Linked DNA regions of Mus musculus: region 2 is linked to region 1. The links are chromatin contacts, called in public HiCAR-type maps. All regions are on one chromosome and are shown on one strand. The core of a region is the stretch at or near the end of the contact, and the rest is flanking DNA. Distances in the headings are between cores, read along the strand shown.

Region 1 (3,423 bases), core at 104-2,603:
CAACGTAAAATAGTGTTAGCAGAAGAAATGGGAGAGTTGAAAGATCAAATAACATTGCTTTACATTTTGAATAACATTCACTATTAAAATTATATAATGTGAGTCACAAGTAAGCAATCCTTAGACAGTCTTTCCAAGTCTAAAGGCAGCACATACACTTTGCATGCACACTTCCTCTGTCTGGTTTCTCTGGAGGTGAAAAGACTCTCTGCCACAGGCATACAATGAAAAACAAGTCAGTTGTGCCTGGACCAAAGGAACATGGAGTTCTAAAAGTATAAAACAAACTTCTGGAACCATTTTTCTGCACTTGATCAGGTTCTAAGTAAACTAGTGTTTTTTTTTAATATTAAACACACACACACTTCAAAGTTGATTAGAACTGATGAGATAAATTCAAACTGTGAACTGTTGGAGTCTCAAGTGGTCGTTAGCCTTCCTGACCCATACCTCACTCCATAAGTCTGACCAGGTGCCTAACTTATACATTGACCTTTCACAGTTCTGATATCTGTGGTTTTTCTTTCCCCATGGTCTTTTCATCCTCCTGAGTACAGTTTCTCTGCGGTAATGCACACCCATGTCAGTAAGGCCTGCAAGCATTCCTACTTATTCAGCACACAAAGAAGATAAAGGAGGCATTGTTTACTGAGCATCAACTTTGTTCCAGGTAACAGCTCTGTATCATCTCACAGAAATCTTGGCAAAAGACTAATATCAGCAGGCAAACATACATCAGAGCCAAGATTTCAAAGCCTGGGGTGTTCTGGCTCCAGAGTGTACAGCCTTCAACTCTTCACTAACCGCCAGCTAGAAAACACTTGGTCAAAACAACAAAGCTAAGTCAGGACAGAGTTTGTTTCAGAATCTGGGTTCCCATGACTCCAGCTTCTTTTTGTCCATAGAGTCACCCTAAAGGTCCCTTGTCCCAAGAATCCCTTGCATAGCTTGCTACAAGAAAGCCCAAGACAGGTCAGTTTCTCTGCCGAAGAACTGCATGGCTTGTAAAAGGTACATCTAACCCAAACAATCACTACCACCCCCCCACCCCCCCACCCCCCCACCCCCCCGTCTTTCCCTTAGACTCCAGGGTCTTCTTCAGGTTGGTAGACCTCTGATCATTCAGTGTCTTCATTGCAAAGCTTGCTAACTTCAAGTCCTGGGAATAGCATCATCTTTGATGACTCTCACCCCTCCCAGTGTATATGAATGTGAATGTGTTGGGACAAGCCACTGGGAGTAAAATCTCTCCATTTCCTGCCCAGCCACTCCTGTCCTGTTGAGGCAGGAGAATAGGGTGGAGAGTGAGGTCCAAAAGGCCTTATGCAAGGCCTGTAAATTAGCATATGAAAGAAACCAGTTGCCAGAAAGGAAGAACGGAACCATCAAGCATGCCAAGACTACTGTGTAACAGAGTCTGCCCAAAAGCTTACCAAATCCCTCTTTATGCAAATGCTTGAGAAAGTCTATGCTATGCAAATGACCTACAAAAGTTTCAATCGTTTGTGTACAGGGCCTTTGAGCTCCTAATCTTCCCCACTGCTATGGCCTGCTGCCTTCCTTGAAAGAGTATTTTTTCTTAATAAACTCAGCTTCAGCTACTATTCACATGTATCTGCCAAATTTCTTGTTCTGAGACCTGAAAATTGTTATAGAAGCCTATCCAATCCTAATATTCAGTATTATTCATTTTATCTTTCCTGCTAGGTGACTGATCTATTCCCCATTTGGCCTCTGTCTTGTTCATTACCTTGTTTAATGTTAAGGACTTGTAACAAACCAACCAAGTCCAACAGTTTCTAGTCAGTTCCTGCTAGGCCCTGAGGGATCAAAGGGGACGTGCAGTCAGAGTCTTCAAAATGACAAACTTTCAGGCTCCAGGTGCCCACATGGATAGAGCAAAGAGTCAGTTGGCCCCAACTCTGAACCACCCCAAAGTAGAGTTCAGATGTTAAAATCCATCACTATTTCAACTAGAGAGTAAAAGTATGGGTGTATTGGTGTAAATCCTGTTGCTTCCAGAACTTTGCTGCTATTTCTGTCCCTGTACTTTTCCTCCTCCCCATTGTTTTTAGTTGAGCACTTTGGGATCATTTCATGAGGCTCATGTTCCATATGTGTATATTAGGAATAACATCACTTTTTTGTAAATGTCAGATGTTGGACTCCAAAGAAGAACATCGGAGGAGTCAAAGGCAACTATATCTACAGGAATCATTGTGCAGAATGATAGTGGGAAAGTATTTCACCCAGCAGCAAAGTTAGCTCTCAGATGCAGGACAAATGGGTAACCAAGGTGCCTATTTAACATATCAAAGAGGACCTGGTTGTCAGGAACTCCCAGCAACCATCAATTCCTACCTGTTTAGAATATGACTGACATATCACACCTCCACCCTGAGCTACTGGGCTACTTCCCGCAGTTGCCCTTCCCTGTATAACCCAGTTACTTTGATTCCTAATTCTGAAAGTCTATCCTTTTCTTTCCTGGATTTTCCCTCTCTGCTCTCTCCTCTCTGCCTTCCCCTCCTTACATGTTCCTGCTCAAGGTTAGGTTCATTCTGGACTCTCCCAGGTGACCTGGACTCTCCCAGGTGTCCCAGCCTCTGGCTATGTTCTTCCTTTTATCTACAATAAACCTTCTTCTCCACCATACCTAGCAACAGTCATGCCCCTTCTTTTTTATTTCTTTTTTGTTTGTTTGTTTTCATTTAAGTAGAAAATGGGGGCTTAGCATTGATGTGGAATGCATATTTTACAGATGAGGAAATTAATGGAGCCCCCAGAAATGAACACAATATGCCATCACACTAAGCCTTAGTAACATGACCTTATCACATACTAATTCTGGAACCTTCTCCAATCTGTAGCCTTGATGCATCTTTGGTATTGTCCTTATAAAATGTAGAAAACTCCGAATTCCTGAAGCACAACAACGATTACTTCTACCATATTATTCTCATCATAAAATGTTCCCTTTGTAAAAATCTCTTGAGTCTGATGCAAAACCCACCAACCAGTCAGAATGCAGTAGCTATTTTAATTCTCTATAGGAGATGAGGAGACAGGGGCAAAGATCAACAGCCAGGAAATTACAGAGCCACGACTTGAATAGAAGTTCAAATCCCTTATTCTTTTTCTTTCCCATGGCTCCTAGTGCCAAACTGAATTGCCTAATAGATCAAAAGGTCAACATACAGCTACTATATGCTATCTGCCCAAACCAGGTGTTTTCTGTCCACCCCACGGGAAACAATCAGTTTCTGAATATTCTGAGCATCAACCCTATTATTACCAGGCCTCACAGCGGGTGGGTAAGTAAATGAGTCCCCACCCACTGAGCTTCAGACAGCTAAAATCCCAGACATCTAGAAATCTACTGCCTATTAGGATGTTCTGTATGGAGGATGGCTGAGTGTCAGT
Region 2 (3,230 bases), core at 574-3,073, 260 kb after region 1:
CGGAGTTGGTTCTCTCCTTCCACATGGGTTCTGGGGATGGAACTCAGATCTCCAGGCTTGCAAAGCCCCACCCCCACGTCGCTACCCACTGAGCTGTCTCACCAGCTTTAACAGTCTTGTTTGTAAGCGTTCCAAACAATATTCTGTAGAGAAAAATCAAGCCATCCTCAAGATAATGTAAGCTTAGGACTTAAGCATGATTCATTGCTAATTTGGCAAAGTATTTCTATGTGAAAAGAATCTTTGGGGTGGGGAGAGGGCTCGGTCAGTATAGCACTTGCCTCACAAGTGTGAGGACCTGAGCTTGATTCCCTAGAACCTACACAGAAAGTCAGGCATTACCATGAAACCTGCAGGATGGCAAAATGGGAGGTAGGAGCAGGCAGGTGGGCGGACCCTCTGGCCATCTAACCTGGCCTACTTCAGGGAGCAGACCAGAAGCTAGAGGTAGGACGCAAGTGCCTTTGCTGCATTTGCTGAAGACCAGAGATGAGTCCCTAGTACCTATATCTGGGAGCTTTCAACCACTGAAAACTCCAGCTTCAGTCGATCAAACATCTTCTCCTGACCACAATAGACCCTTGCACATACATACATACATACATACATACATACATACATACATACATACATAGAAACACCCATACACAAAAACAACAAAAAACCTGAGAAACCCCCATCTCAAGCAAAAACTGGGGATCACCTGGTGAAGAAGGACACTTGAGGTTGCCCTGTGACCTTCACATGTTGGGCCTTCAGACACATACACAGGAATATTGTTTGTATGACAGCAACTTTCACAGCAAATTTTAACTTTAAAAAGAAAAAAAATCTTGCTTTCGGCTGGCTAGAGGTTTCAACTAGGCCCCAAAATGAGGGTTCATTTTCTTCCTGACCCCATAAGTTCCACTTTTCTGCACGTCTCACCATTTCAGACACTTCTAGGGAGGGCTATCAGGGGGCCATCTTGGAGATTTTTTTGCCCTGACTCCTAGCTTTGTGCATCCCAGCTGTGGCTGGATTTGAGAAATGGCAGCTTCAGATTGCTCTCTGTCAAAGCATTTAGGGGGAAGTTGCCCTAAGGTTCTGAAAGGACTGGCTGCAGGAAGAGAAACCCTTACTAGTGAGAGGCTGTCTGCTCTGCTTCCTCCAGGGGAAACTTAAGGACTTTAGATCAGGCAGCTCCCTGCCGGGAGCAAGGGGGGGCGGGGGGGGGGGGGTGAGATCAGGCGAAGGAGGGCCAGCCCTTCCCCTTGTCATTCTCCAAATTAGGGCTGGCTGCCATTATTTTTTTTCCAATTAAAAATACTGAAGAGAACTTAAAGGAGACCAGTCCTGTGTCTGTAAATAAATAGCCTGTTTGGCTATTCAGAAAAGGCACCATGTTGCGTGAGTTATTGGATGTATTGTCTTTAATATGTGAATGTGTTCTCTAAAACAAAGTGGCAGCCATCTATACAATTAATTAGTATCAAAGCTCCTTTCATGTACCCTTCACAGCAAGGGGGAGAGAAGTAAACTACTTAAACGAATAAACTTTTAAAAAGAAAGAAAGAAACCTAAATAAATAAATAAACCCCTCACTCTAGGCAAAGTAACCCCCGGAACTTATGATAAAGAGATCTTAATTAACCCCAAATCCATCTACTCTTCTCTGCTCCAGAACCGAAACAGAATGCTAAGGCAATTTACTCGGAGAGCAGTTTTGCACCATAAATCTGGGCCATGTTTTTCTGTGCGTTTGCCCTGCAGTAAGCTTAAAGAGAAACTCAACCACCAAACAGCCTTGGAGGCAAAGCAAAGCCCTAATCACCCGCAATGGTGATTGCATAACACCCGCCTCCCAACCCCCACTCCTAAGCATCAAGAGGCAGGCTTTGGCTTCTGGTTAGAGCACATGCCTTTCTTTTTTTTGCCTGTGTGAGAATCATTGAAAATGCTCTTTAAGGACCAAAAGTCAGGGCACGTGTGTTTTCAGAAGAAATGGAGGTCACTTGAGGGTGACTTCTGAGTACATCCCCCAAGCCAAAATGAATCTGTATCGATATCTAAAGTGCATCTGCTTTTAGAGCAGAAGCCACCATCTGTTCCTAATTGGTGCCCTGGAGGTACTCCCTGTGGAAAAAAAGGGCCTGGCCGCAGCAGCCGCGCCTCCCCGGGGCTGCAGACTCCGCTCGGGGCCTTGCTGGTGCAATCGAGTGCTCCTCTCTTAGATAATGCCAGGTATTCTGGAAAGTAGCCGTGTAATAATACACAAACCCCTGATGATGTCAGCGTGTTATTGACTTTCCAAGTCTGAATGACTGAGCAGAGGAGAGGGGGGGTGGGGCGCCATCCATCCGGCGGCGCAGAGACCAGCCGAGCGAAAATGGGCTCACAGTCCAGCGGGGGAGGGGAGGCGCGGCGGCTGCCTGGCCAGGCTGGATGGATCTCAGCCGCATCAGGATCGCCTTCACCGAGTCAAGAGGGGGCCTGGGCTAGGGAGAGGGGGGTTTCAATGTTATGTTTAGCCAAATATTCCTCTGGCCGATATAACTGCTACCACCACCTACCTCCAAGCGCACACCACGTGGCAGAGCAGATTACAAAGCTAGCAGCAGTCACCAAGGTAGGGGAGGTTGGAAAGGCCTTGCCCCATCCCGCCCCCTACACTCCAACACGCACAAGATACTGTCCTCAATATCTGGAAAGCTCCAGGTCCCTTTTTCCTGTAGAGTTCTCTCTTCAGAGAGCCTCTACGAAACTGCTCCTCAGCTCTGGTGACATTTTGTGGGTCATGTTTTACATGTTTCCTTACAGGTACACAGTGTGGGCTCCTGTTCCCACCTTGCAAACTGACCATCGGGTACTCGGACCATGTTCAAGGCTAGGTTAACAATATTTGCATTGAAAGACCCAGAACCTCCCCTCCCCCGACTTTTGCTACCAACTAGGGTGGGGCCTGTGCCACCCAGCTGGTGTCTCCTTGTCTCTAGAGCCCTGGCTTTTCTTTTAGCACTCTCGCACATCCAGCATACCCAGCTTGGATCCTGGCTGTCCCCTGTCCCAGACCAGAAATCGGCTTCCCCTGCCCCAGGTGTGTGCAAAGGCCACAAGAGTCTTCGCTCTGGAAGGGGAGGGCGGGGCCTGTGCAGAAAGGAAAGCAAACTCGTGCTTTGGAGACAGGGGGTCTATTCAAGGCTTCTGAGCTTGGGCTCAGGGCTCAACCTGTTTGGTGGCCACATCAGTGA

What was found. HiCAR-type assays count read pairs that join an accessible place to other places.
Region 2: a contact with region 1 is called in a HiCAR-type map of astrocytes, with 2.2 times the contacts expected there. The contact joins two enhancer-like sites. A contact is called at or near these places in 2 of 15 datasets of contacts at CTCF or cohesin (large pre-B cells and pro-B cells), 17 of 484 Hi-C or Micro-C datasets (B cells, CD4 T cells, ECoMG myeloid progenitors and 11 more), 13 of 115 datasets of contacts at active chromatin or transcription factors (CD8 T cells, acute myeloid leukemia, astrocytes and 7 more) and 1 of 9 other capture datasets (embryonic stem cells).

Annotation. Positions count from the first base shown.
Region 1 is chr3:21,671,323-21,674,745 of GRCm38.p6, forward strand. No RefSeq gene overlaps it. Among named protein-coding and RNA genes, the nearest start is that of Gm31693, 30 kb to the right of the region's middle. Within about 2 kb of position 1,354, at least 52 of the 459 cell types and tissues checked have an H3K27ac peak or open chromatin away from gene starts, as enhancers often do. A contact at or near this core is called in astrocytes, embryonic stem cells, neural progenitor cells and 1 more, where this site is marked.
Region 2 is chr3:21,933,823-21,937,052 of GRCm38.p6, forward strand. The region is part of intron 3 of Gm31813 (a long non-coding RNA gene); the gene reads right to left. Among named protein-coding and RNA genes, the nearest start is that of Gm31813, 29 kb to the right of the region's middle. Within about 2 kb of position 1,824, at least 415 of the 459 cell types and tissues checked have an H3K27ac peak or open chromatin away from gene starts, as enhancers often do. A contact at or near this core is called in astrocytes, embryonic stem cells, neural progenitor cells and 1 more, where this site is marked.